2 separate regions of the Sus scrofa genome follow, and region 2 is linked to region 1. Evidence: chromatin contacts called from public Hi-C data. All regions are on one chromosome and are shown on one strand. The core of a region is the stretch at or near the end of the contact, and the rest is flanking DNA. Distances in the headings are between cores, read along the strand shown. Region 1 overlaps MCF2L2 (probable guanine nucleotide exchange factor MCF2L2). Region 2 overlaps LOC100624963 (a long non-coding RNA gene).

Region 1 (6,454 bases), core at 2,251-4,750:
TGACCTGGGATTGGATACAGGCAGACAGGGATGCACCAGTGGTGCAATGTCTGTAGCATTTGAGAAGTTTGGGGAAGATATTAACTATCAGGAATGTAGTACTGGGAGAATATTGCTAAGCACCACTGATGTATTGAAGAAAGTGACAGGTTCAGATTAATCACTTATTTATTGTTTGTTTGTTTGTTTGTTTTTTTAGGGTCGCACCTGCAGCATATGGAGGGTCCCAGGGTAGGGGTCAAATCAGAGCCATAGCTGTTGGCCCACACCACAGCCACAGCAATGTGGTTTCCCTAGCCATGTCTGCAACCTATACCACAGCTTACAACAACGTGAAATCCTAAGCCTACTGAGCAAGGCCAGGGATCAAACCTGTGTCCTCACGGATGCTAGTCAGATTTGTTTCTGCTAAGCCATGATGGGAACTGCTTAATTGCCAAAGTACAGTGTGAGAATCAGAGGGCCTCCTCTCCAGTGTTCAGCCCCTCACCTCCTATAGCAGAGGGCACTACTTGAGAGGATGAATTCTCAGCTTAGGCAAGGCTGTTCCTAATTATTTTGGGCCCCTAGTACTAGAAAATGAGCTGGCAAGTCAGGCCCTGATAGGGAAGATGAGGGACCCTAAAAACCAGAGGATATCTGGGTACATGCCCTTCTTTCCCTGAGCTGGCAGAAGTGGCCCACTCCCCCTTGTTGGAAGATGGGCCTTTCTCCTCCCTGCAAGATTATGCAGCAGCCTCATGAGACATGAGACAATCCTTGCCCTCCTTAGGGTACATCTGCCCCTCCCTTCTCAATCCCTTCTAGAATAACCAGCATCAAAGTACAACATTATCTGACTGGAGAGGAGGCACATAGACCTACAAACATGAGCTCAAAATGTAAAGGTCTTTATACCATGTTTTAATTGCTCCCCAGAGAACCCTGCAGAGAAGTTATTAGGGAATCAAGCCAACTGGATGATTTGGTCAGAAAGTGTCAGCCAACTTCTTCCTTGGCAACCCAATGCCTGTACAAGGGACTCATAAGGGGAGAAGCCTTGGCAGTAGAATAGGAGGCTGTCCATGAACCTACCAGCATGGGCTCCCTGTTGTTAAGACCCACCTGGCTACTGCCACTGTTAACCGTCCAACCTGCCAGCAAAGAGATCCATGTTGAGCCCTCAGTTGGATACTGTCCCTTGATGGCCTCCTGATTTCCTCAGACCCTTCAGGCTGGAAAGTACAGTGATTCACCCTGAGGGGGATTGACCTTTCCTGCCCTCAGTGCCTCAGTTAGCAACACTGTCTTAGGATTCATGTAATGTCTGATCAACAGAACACTGATTGAGGGACTCACCCTATGGCGAAAGAGGAACTGCCATGGGCATAATAACCATGGGACCAACCCCCTGGTCCTACCACACATTCAGAAGAAATATGTGGCCTGAAAGATCCATAGGACAGCCTCTTGAAGACAGGGGTGAGTAGCAGTTTGAATGTGAGACTGAGGGGTTGGGGTGCTAATCTAAACTCAGTATGTATCTTAAAGCAATGGCCATTTTATGGCACTGTGCCCCCAAGCACGTAGAATATATGAATCTGGGAGCAAGAGGTTGATGAGTTGTGACCTTATTCATTACCATACTTTTAGTGACGCATGTGGGGAATTTGTCCTCCCCGTCCCTGCAACTTCAGCCTCAGTCAGTCTAGAGGTCTTGGTTCCCTGGGGGAACATTTCCACCAGGGGACATAGTAAAAGTCCTACTTAAATCTATGTCTGAAAAAAAAATAAAAGTGGAGTTCCTACCATGGCTCAGTAGGTTAAGAATCTGACAACAGCGGCTTGAACTGCTGCAGAAGCATTAGTTTGATCCCTAGCTGGGTGCAGTGGGTTGAAGGATCTTGCATTGCCACAGCTGCAGCATAGGTGGCAGCTGCAGCTCAGATTCAATTCCTGGTCCAGGAACTTCCAAGTGCCATGGGTGTGGCCATTAAAAAAATAAATCTACATCTACCTCCTGCTACCCCACTTGTCCTTAGGTTGTACCTTTGTTCCCTTCCTCCTCATCTGGCACTTCTGCTGGTAGCATACGAAGTGGGTGTCCCAGCACCCACTTGTCTGGCTGTTGTTCTTTTACTAGTCCATTTACAGTTACATCCAGGCAAGAGAGTTCTGGGAGATGTCCCAGTGGATCACAGGAGCACCAGATGTGTTCCTCTCTGCTTCTTCTTTTTTTTTTTTTTTTTTGCTTCTGCTTTTTAGGGTCGCACCCACAGCATATGGCAGTTCCCAGGTTAGGGGTCAAATTGGAACTACAGCTGCCAGCCTACGCCACAGCCACAGCAACATGGGATCTAAGCCGCATCTGCAATCTACACCAGAATTCATGGCAATGCCAGATCCTTAACCCACTGAGTGAGGCCAGGGATCAAACCCACATCCTCATGGATCCCAGTCGGGTTTGTTAACCACTGAGCCAGGAAGGGAACTCCACCTCTCTGCTTCTATTAGGTAGCAGCCTGACTGTCTCGATGATCAGGGATCAATGACTTCCTTGAGCATGGCAACCATTTGCTTTGGGGTTGGGGGGGAGGCTTTATATTTTAGTCTTACTGAAAATTTCTCATTAAATCTCTGATGAAACAGGCAAGGCTTTTGTTAAACCCAACTAGACACATCAGAGGGCACCTGGTTGCTGATCTAGGTGCTTGTTTCCCAATTGTGAAATTTCTTTGACCCCAGCTCCTTGCAACCCTAAAAGTCTACAACAGCAAACGCAGACTTCCCCAGAAGCTGGCAGGGACTTTGACAACTGAAAATGCACTAAAGGAGTTCCCTTGTGGCTCATTAGGTTAAAGATCCCATGTTGTCACTGCTGCAGCTCAGGTCACTGCTGTGGTATGGATTCTATTCCTGGCTCAGGAACTTCCACATGCCATGGGCACAGCCAAAAAGAAAAAAGGAGAGAGGAACGAAAAACAAAAACAAAAACAAAACAAAAAAAACACACAAAAAAAAAAGTGCTGTGAGACTATATGGAATCTGAAAGCAAATCATTGAATACTTAGGCATGATTCCCTTTCTCTTGACCAAAGACAGGTAGGTATAGGAAGTAAACACTTCACATATAGACCAGCCTAGACATTGAAGTTCATGCTCTAGGGCACCAAGCAAAAGATCCTTATTTAGCCTGGTACCCTTGGAAACATCCTGGAGCTCTTGCCTGATGTAAGCTCTGGAGAGCTGCTGGGATGAATTAGGCCGAGTGTGACCCCACTGGTTAACTCCTAGAAGGCAGAGAAAGAGCACAGTTACCAGCATAGCACACGGTTAAGGACTCAAGCACTGAGGGCTTACAGACTTCAGCTCCATCTCTTTGGATGAATTACGTAACTTTGTTGTGCTTGAATTATTTTCATCAATTATTTTACAAAATAGAGGTAATACTATATATCGTCTTGCTGTGAGAATTAAATGCAATGAAGTCCTTAGGCTGGTGACCAGATTGCTGTTAGCATATTATATAGCAACCAGCTTCCTGTTTGTTCCTCCAATAAAGGGAGGGAAAGCCCATGGGCGTAGGCATCACTTTAAGGCTTCCAATCCCTATCCCCCAGGTGAAAATGGTGTACTTGAGTTCATATGATAGAGATGGTCCCCCTTTAAAAGCTGTAATTGTCAGGAGTAAAGGAAAATCTGGTTTGAAAAAAATAGGAAATAGTTTGCCCTTTTGAAAGTTATGTGCGGACTCTACAGTTGTCCCTTTCTGCCACCTAGTGGACAGCAAGGGGAAAGCCATGATTTTATCTTCAAAGTCCAAAAACTTTTATTCTGAGGAAGACAGTTTAAACTCACTAATGGGCTCACCTGTTAATAAAGTTCAGTAATTTTTTTAAAGAAAAATAAAAGATCAGGGAGTTCCCTTCATGGCTGAGGGATTAATGAACCCGACTAGGAACCATGAGAATGCAGGTTCAACCCCCGGCCTCACTCAGTGGGTTAAAGATCCAGCCTTGCTGTGAGCTGTGGTGTAGGTCACAGACATGGCTAGGATCCTGCATTGCTGTGGCTGCAGTGTAGGCTGGCAGCTGTGGCACCAATTCAACCCCTAGCCTGGGAACTTACATATACCATGGGTATGGCCCTTAAAAAAAAAGAAGAGAAAAATAGATCAGGATTTTAAACACCAGGTACTAAATTAAATTCCCTAAATATTTTAGGATTTATGTAGTGTGTGCTAAACATCATCCACTAAAGGAAAAGAGAATACGTGCAGTCCTTATCAGCATGAATTTTCATGACCCACCTTTCCTGTTTTTCCTGCCCTTCTCCACCAATACTCTCTCTGCTTATTCTGGTACATGAATTGGGCAGGGCCGAGACTCAGGGTATATCTTCTCCACACACTGCTAGACCTGAGCTGGCACCAGGGTCATTCTGGTCGTTTTCCAAAAATGCAACTATCACTTGAAATTTTGCTGTAATCAAATCGAATATTTGTCAAGGGCCTGTATGTTTGGTTTAGTTTTTTGTTTTTGTTTTTGTTTTTTGTCTTTTCTAGGGCTGCACCTGCAACATATGGAGGTTCCCAGGCTAGGGGTCTAATCGGAGCCGTAGCCACCGGCCTACACCACAGCCACAGCAACGCAGGATCCTTAACCCACTGAGTGAGGCCAGGGATTGAACCCGCCACCTCATGGTTCCTAGTCGGATTCATTTCCGCTGCACCCCGTCGGGAACTCCTGGTTTAGTTTTTCTAGGGAGAGTATATGTGTGCATGTGTGGGCACTCTGCTTCCTTTTTTCACCATTATGTTTCCTCCCCCAGATGTTTATGAGGATGAAGACAATGGCAGACAAATATCTTCCAAATGTGAGTAACAGTAGTACGCTTGGAGTACCCAGAGCTCTTCTGAGATCCTCTCTTTAGTATTATTGTAATTACTATTAATCATAACAAGTATTATTTATTAAATTCCTAAGATGTACCAAATACAACAAAAGACTGTCCATGAGCTGCACTTTCCTCCCCTGCAAAACCAGACGCCTTGGCTGAGGGACATTCTCCAAGGCTCAGAGGTTCTAAGACTTCTGGGTTTCTTCCAAGAGCCATGGAGGATACGGGTGAAAAGAGTATTCTCTCTGCTCCAAGAGCCCAGGACCTGCGGGGAGACACAGGAGGGCTCACCCAGGGCAGATGCCCTTTGCCTCAGAGAAACTCTCCCCCAGAGGGACTTGTGAGGAGATTGTGGGTGACCCCACCACCTCCCGCAGCCCTTCGCCTCCTCTGTCTCCAAGCATAGAACAGAACAAAGTAATAGAACAGAGGAGGACGTCATACGTTGTAAGCTGAGACTGTCCCACAAACACTGCTTTTAAGTTTATAAGTGTATTTATGTGTGTGACACTGTGCTGGGATGTCACATGTGCACCTCCCTGCAGTCACACTCTAAGGGGTATGGAAGACCCTGCCCTAGACTAAACTCGGGGCCTGTGGGGCCCAGCAGGGGGGTGGCATCTGGGTCTTGACAGCTGAGTGCAGGCAGATCCTTACCTGGAGGCAGCGATCCTGGATGACCCTGAAACACTGCAGTCATCCTGTGGCCAGGTGTGTGGGAGCCCCTCTGTGCCAGCCCTGTGCCCGGCTGGAGCCCCTCCCATCCCTGTCCTATAGGGCCTGAGGATAGAGGGGAAAGCAGCCCCAGCACCAGTTGTCATTTCACCCCAGAGGCCACTTACCCTGTGGAGGGGCTGGAACTCGTCCTTAGGTCTTTCAGTTCCGGAGTTGCTTCCCACCCCTGCTCAGGTCTGCTTCGGGTGTTCTATGGTTGATGAGGTCACAGGGCCCACTCCCAACCTCCCAGCTGGCGCTCTGGGATGATTGGCACTGGGCACTGTCTGGGGCCCTGAGGCCACAATCCCTGGAGACGAAGCCCTTCAGTTCACACAGGTGGCAGTCAAGGGCGGGGCTGCTCCACTCTTCCCCTAATGCCTTCCAGCAAGACCACCATCCCTCTCTGTCCTCAATGTCTGCTCCTGTCTAAGGGGACCCAGGTTGGGTGACCTCCCTAAGGGGCATCTCTGGCGGATACTGTGGATGCCCCAGACACATCTGAAGGAGGGCAGTGGGAGGCACCTCCCTGACCCAATTCCTCTTCCACCCTCCCTCCTCACCCCACCTCATCCCAGGACCAGGAATTAAGTGAGGCTTTGCCCCCGCACTGGGTGGGGTTTCTCAAGGCCTCCTGGAAGGGGCTGCCAGCTGCTTCCTGTGTTGCTGGCTCAGCCTCCACTCCGCTCTAGAGAGGACCTGGACCCAGAATGCATTTTAGGGGGGCCTCTGGGCAGCAGATCAGGGAGCTCCCTCTTGGTAGCTGCCTCCTCTGACAGATACTGTGCACCACCCCACCGCAGCTGCAGGCTCCTTCTGATCCTTCTCCTCCCACCCATCCTCTTCCCAGATGGCCCTTCTA
Region 2 (6,454 bases), core at 1,757-4,256, 270 kb before region 1:
CGCCACGACGGGAACTCCTCTTCTTTATTTTTTTACAGCCACATATGGAAGTTCCTGGGAGCGAGGGGTGGAATCAGAGCGGCAGCTGCTGGCCTACGTTGCAGTTTGCAGCAACATGGGATCCTTAACCCACTGAGCGAGGCCAGAGATTGAACCTGCATCCTCCAGAGACAGTGTCAGGTTCTTAATCTGCTGAGCCACAATGGGAACTCCTTGTCTTATAATTTTTTAAGGGTGTATTCGATCATTATTTCTGTTTTAGTCTTAGACACCTCCCTCCCATCGGGATCCCATGATCCTACCCAATGCAAAAAACCCGACAGTCTGTTCCTAATCACTGTGCACCACACCCCTCACTAAGGTTCTGACGTAGCGATTGCATCAAACGCTGCATCTCTGGGAAAGCCCCAGCCTTCTAATGTTCAGGTGACCGTAAAGATGGGGCTGTCAGAGGTACACAAGGCCCTAAGTGAACGCTGTACCAAAACATGCTCACAGGTGCCACTCAGGGAGGGAAGCCGAGGATCACCATCTGCATTGCCAGCTGGTGTGGCATCTCCGGGCGTACAACAGCTGCAGGTTACCTTCTGGAAGGAGCTTCCTGGGGGTCCGCCCTGAGTGAGCCCTCTACGGAGTTACTCCCTGCTCCTCACGGCAATCCTGGGGAGGAGGCTCCACTGTCCTCACTTTAGTGTCCTCGAGAAAACCAAGGCCTGAGAGGGCCAGTCCTCCACACCCCGTACAGCTGAGGCTGGGCCTGCTGATGCAGAGCTGAGAGGGGTAATTTCTTCTGAGGGCAGAATGTTGGCAATACGCTAATTGCCCTGAGCCTTGGTTTCTTCACAGACCAGAGCCTTTCGGCACATCTAATTGTGGGGATTACATCATCTTTATTCTATAAATCTGTTTATAAAAAAAATTTATAGTGTGATCTTTGATCTAGTTGCACCTTACTTTTGATTTTTCACAAGAAGCAATGGTCACAAGACTTTCTGTTCATTTACAGCCTCAATTAACTGAGCAGTTAATGTGTGACTGCAGGCACAATAGGACGGCAAGGGGAAGAATCAGTGTGGACTGGAGAGGTCTTGGAGGAGGTGAGATCTGAACTGTTCTCTGTGAGAGGTGAGGACTTGCAGGAAAACAGGAGGGTGTTCCAGGAAGAAGAAGACATGAGCAGGGGCCAGGAGTCCTGTTACACAAGGGGCCTTGGGGGAGCAGGGCTGCTGGGGCAGGGTCTGGGTGGGGAGGCGGGAGGCAGGGGGAGCCTGGATGCCAGAGATGGTTGTGGTGCCAGGTTTAGGTGAGACTTGATGCAGGAGCCCAGGGAAAGGTACTGGAGACTGATGCGGCCAACAGGGCAGAGAACAGTCCCCGGGGCCTGTTTCATTCAGCACCGAATAAGTCCTGAGGGTTTAGAATTTGGAAAACATGTTCTTAGTTTTCCATCCTTCTTCTGCTTTGCTTAGGTGTTCCATAATTGCTTAATAAATTCCCAGAACTATATATGGTAACAACATAAAACACCATAAACCCATACAAGGACCATGTTGAAACCAACTTTTTTTAAGTGTTATTTTAACAATCTGATGAATATAAACACTCCCCTGGTTCTTAGGAGGTTAACACTTGAGAATTTTTCTCAGGGGCTAGACTTCATCTGTTTCTTCCTCTTCTTAGTTTCTATCTCTGTGATCATTGGATTTGTTTTATATTCCGAATTTTTTTTAACACAAAAACTATTTCAAATACTTTTTGGAAGTAGGTGGAGTACAAATAAATAATTATTGAAATTGTTCTAGATATGTGATCTTCAACATTTCATTATACTAAATAGGACAAAATAGGTCTCCATACACAAGACCTTTTGGACAGAAGATCTGAGGTCCTTTGTAAACCTAACTTATTAAACCTAATTCAAGTTAACAATCCCTGCATTTGTGTGTATAGCATTTTACAGATTAAAAACGTGGGGATTTTTTTGTTGTTGTTAATGTGCATTATTTTATTTGAGCCGCAGAACTCCTGACAGCGCTTCCTTTCATCCCCTTGTATTCAGCAGAGTGCCTATAAACCCAGGTAAAGTCCCAATAAACAAGTGCTTATTAAAAGAATGAGTGATTGAATTAAGTCAGAAATAACAATTCTGAGGTGGAATGTGTAGTAAAAGTTGTTCCCACTTGACTGAGGAAGACACAGTGTTGTGTTGGAGCCATTATGAGACAGGTGGGACCTGGGACCTGGGACCTGGGACTCTTTACTGGAGAGCTTGCACCTGGAGAAATGTCTCCTCCAGCAACACAATACCAAGAAACTATATGGGAAATAACTGCATGCATGCACAGTTCAGGCAAATTATGAACAATAATAAGAAAAGGCCAAAAACCAACTGCCACTTCTGAGGTGCCAGGATCAAAAGCAGACCCCATGATCCCTGCACACAGCACCACCAAGGGGGAGGCAGACCACCTAAGCCACCCCTCTGGCCCAACCCACTGACCCACCCCTACCCTCACCTCATTGAAGCAACCAGCTCACCGCCACATCGGGGATAGAGCACAGGCAAATATTATTTGTTTTTACTCCCTCCTGCTGCAGTAGTCCCACTAAAGCCTTCCCTGAATTCCTCATCTGGCCTCTTATCAATTTATATTGATTAAAGAGTCCAGGGACCCCGGTTGGTAACAATCAGGACCTGCTCAGGAGAGCTGCTGCACATTTCTTCCCAGCTACACTTCCATTAAGTGACTTCACCTTGGCAGCTTGAAACTGGCCACAGTGGGAGTATTTACAGCAAGGAAATCAGCAAAAACTGTAAGTCAGCACCCCTCCCCCTCCACCCCTTGAGAGCCAGTTTTAAAATATTTGCCAGCAAACCAATGAAATTAGGATTCAGACTAGTTAAGTGACTTGACTGAGGTTGAACTCCTGGGTAAGATGTCAAGTCCAGGCTCCTGGCTCTAAGGCCAGAGGCATTAGGGAAACTGATGAGTCAAGGATGAAAGGGGAGCCAATTTCTGACTCTGCAGCACAGCTCTCTAAGTGACAGAAAACCTATCTCCAGGGATGTGAAACATAGCAGTCCTTTTATAGCAGCAATGATAGGACAGAGCATGAAGACCCAAGTCCTATAAAATAGAATAATGCTCTACAATCCCTGTGCCACCAGTTTCCACAGTAAAGATTCAGGGCTTGTCTTTGCCAATTTGTTCATGTGGCATTCTGCTGCCTTTGTTTTTCCGTGTCAGTGAACAGAAATCTATCCCTATGTGTAACTTGTGAAGAAAGGTAATAGTTTATGTAGGTGTGGATTTTGTTGCTGAACACACTCAATAGGTCTCAAGTGGCAACAGTGAGAAATAGTATCGTAACCCAAGTTTCCCTCTGTTCCATGTCCATGTTAAGTTAGTCCTTGGACTCAGGCTGAATCGAGAACTAACTCTCTAAGTATCTTCTTTGTGGGAGGATAACTCTAAACAGTCTCTAACCTTTGCCTACAGTGTGAGCTCAAGTTCAAAAGCTTATGTCACAGTCACAAAACATGGGAAGATAGCTACTGAGTAGATTTTTGTCTTTTGTGGAGGAGACAGACAAATTGCAACCTCTCAAATTTGAATTAATAAATGATAACAGGAGTTCCCATTGTGGCTCATTGGAAATGAATCTAATTTCCATGAGGACACAGGTTCAATCCCTGGCCTCCTCAGTGGGTTAGGGATCCGGCATTGCCATGAGCTGTAGTGTAGGTCACAGACATGGCTTGGATCTGGCATTGCTGTGGCTGTGATGTAGGCCAGTGGCTATAGCTCTGATTCAACCCCTGGCCTGGGAACCTCCATGTGCTGTGGGTGCGGTCCTAAAAAGTACAAAAGTACAAAAATAAATAATAAAAATAACAACTGAGAAAACACATAATTTTCTACACATCAAATGTGGGTTGTAAATTCAAACTTCAGGTTGTTACCTTCCTTCTCAGGTGGATAACATAAGCAAATACTGTTGCACAGGAAGCAGCACCAGCTACTACAATGGGTATCCTGAGAGAAATCTACAAATTTGAAATTACAAGTTTTGCAATAAATTCTGGGGGGAGGGATTGTGATTTCTTCTTCTTCTTCTTCTTTTTTTTTTTTTTTGGCAATGCCTGTGATGTGCATAAGTTCCAGGGCCAGGGACTGAACTACAGCTGTAACCAAAGCTGTAGCATCAAGAGTGCCAGGTCTTTAACCTGCTGAACCACTAGGGAACGCCTGCATTTAACATCCCCATTTGGCTCCTGAACTGGTTTAAGCAAGGGCAGGTTTGTTTAACGAGGACTAGCTCATCAAAAGAAGCTAAGGGGGAAAAAAAAAGACTTAGCATGTAGAAGTTGATGTAGCATTAAGAATTTATAGATAATTTTATCTGTCTGTCTTTTGCCATCCCTGGGCAAGAGCCAAGAATTGCCAGACCATGGGACTTGAAAGACTAAAAAGGTACAAAGTAGTAAACTTTACAGTAGCTCCCTAGAGGATCCTTGTCAGTTTAAGTTCAAAGCTGTTAAACCTGCCACTTTCATCTTTAATACTGATGATTCATGAGACATTGTGAATATCAGATTGATCTCTTAAATGAAAACACCAGTCCTTTTTCCTAATTCATGTGAAACTATAAAATTTAAGTGTGTTTCTATAGAGATGATATAGGGACATTCAGGGGGGCAGGTTTCATAGTAATCTTTTATTTCCCTGACAAGGAAGAAACTGGAATCAGAGCAGAATAATTAAATGACTTAGTTGTTGTTGTTTTTTTATAATGGTCCCTAATATTTCCTAATTCTAGTCTCCTAGTCTTCCCTTTGGATTACATTATCTTCTTTATGGAACTTTGGGATTCATTTTTGTTTTGGCAATGACCAAAGGGTGAGAGGATCACTTTACAGTAAGAGAGAACTTTCGATCCCTCTACTGGTGGTTTCTTCAAACTGCAGGTCTCCACTCAAACATTTGTGGACACCATTTAGCGGGCTGACGTCAGAAGTATGTATTACATATAGTAAGTGTAAATGTTTCTTGGTGAAACTTTGCTTCTGTTATGTGTATATGAATGCAGAGTCAAGATCACTTTCCAGTCAACAATATTCAGCAACAGGGGGCTACATGCAGCAGGATGGGCTTAGGGTGAGGGGAGGAGGCAGGGCCAAGTAAGTGCAGGGTTGGAGCTTGTCTCTATTTAAAATTTTAATGTTTTGTACGTCATGGATTTTTTTTTTTGTATTATTTTTATTTTTTAAAATTATTGTTTTTAAAATATTATTTATTACGATTACTGTACTTTTTGGTACCCCTTAAATTTTGTGCCCCAAATGAGTGCCTTGCTTGCCTCTCCCTAGCCCTGGCTCTGACAGTCAGTCAGTGTGCTTTATGGAGGGAACAGAGTGGGTGGCCAGCCTGGGGAATTCCTGAAGAGGAAGCACACATGGGAGAGGACATTGACAATCTGTGTGATGTCTTCTCCTTTCTCTCTGAGCAGGAGGTGAAGTCATCAGCTAAGAGTGAGGAGGACAGGCCTCGGGAGACGGGGGAAGATCTAGCATGGCTGGTGAGAGCCTGGGAGAGGGAGAAGGTCCAGGACAAGTGGGGGATAGTCACACAGCACTGAGTACTCTGCCCACAGCTGGATGTTGCCATTTGTGGCGATGCTGTCTGCCTGGTGGGTTAGGCTTGTCCAGTAGCCTGGCAGGTGTTGCAGGCGTTAAGAAGATGCAAGAAGACAAGAATGACCCAAGGTCTGGGGTTGCTCAGATAGAAGGACAGGAAGCAGGGAGAGGAGGGCAGAAGTGCCAGGTGATTCCACATCTGAGACAGGGAGGCGGGTAGAAGAAAGGTCAGGAGATTGCTGGGTGGAATGGGTGTTAGGGGGCAGGCAGGGGGTGGGCAGAGGATTCTAGATGAATATTTCGGGGCTGGGGCTGAAGAGGGAATGGACTGGAATTTGAAGTTTTGAGTAAATGCTGTTCTCAGCAAAGCAGTTCTAAATGACCTTCTTGCTGATAAGTTGTGTTGAGTGTGTGGGAGGGAATGTGAACAAAGTGGCATATACACCATAAAACGAGGGCTCCTTAGAATTCTGAGCATTGTATGCCTACTAAGTAAGATATAGAAGTTGATGCAAACCAATGCATTTGGAGTGGATAAGCAATGAGATCCTGCTGTATAGCCCAGGGAACTGTATCCAGTCACTTGGGATGGAACATGATGGAAGACAATGTAGGAAAAAGAATGTATAAATATATATATGTATGACCGGGTCACTTTGCTGTACAGCAGAAACTGACAGAACATTGTAAATCAACTATAATTTTAAAAAATGTTAAACAAACGTTAAAAAAAGAAATATAGTTTCCAATTAAAAAATCAAGTTCAAGATCTACTCTTCATCTATTATCAATGCAAAACTTAGATGATTGTTAAAA

What was found. A called contact is a pair of places that touch in the nucleus more often than the background predicts.
Region 2: a Hi-C map of skeletal muscle shows a contact between it and region 1, with 5 times the contacts expected there. The contact joins two enhancer-like sites. A contact is called at or near these places in 1 of 5 promoter capture datasets (liver), 21 of 47 Hi-C or Micro-C datasets (adipose tissue, alveolar macrophages, blood and 13 more) and 2 of 2 datasets of contacts at active chromatin or transcription factors (alveolar macrophages and skeletal muscle).

Annotation. Positions count from the first base shown.
Region 1 is chr13:121,137,542-121,143,995 of Sscrofa11.1, reverse strand. It overlaps MCF2L2 (probable guanine nucleotide exchange factor MCF2L2), which reads left to right. Exons shown (of 27, transcript XM_021069898.1): 26 at 4,810-4,854. Among named protein-coding and RNA genes, the nearest start is that of LAMP3, 23 kb to the right of the region's middle. Within about 2 kb of position 3,500, at least 9 of the 83 cell types and tissues checked have an H3K27ac peak or open chromatin away from gene starts, as enhancers often do. A contact at or near this core is called in skeletal muscle, where this site is marked.
Region 2 is chr13:121,405,478-121,411,931 of Sscrofa11.1, reverse strand. The region is part of intron 5 of LOC100624963 (a long non-coding RNA gene); the gene reads right to left. Among named protein-coding and RNA genes, the nearest start is that of MCF2L2, 30 kb to the right of the region's middle. Within about 2 kb of position 3,006, at least 1 of the 83 cell types and tissues checked has an H3K27ac peak or open chromatin away from gene starts, as enhancers often do. A contact at or near this core is called in skeletal muscle, where this site is marked.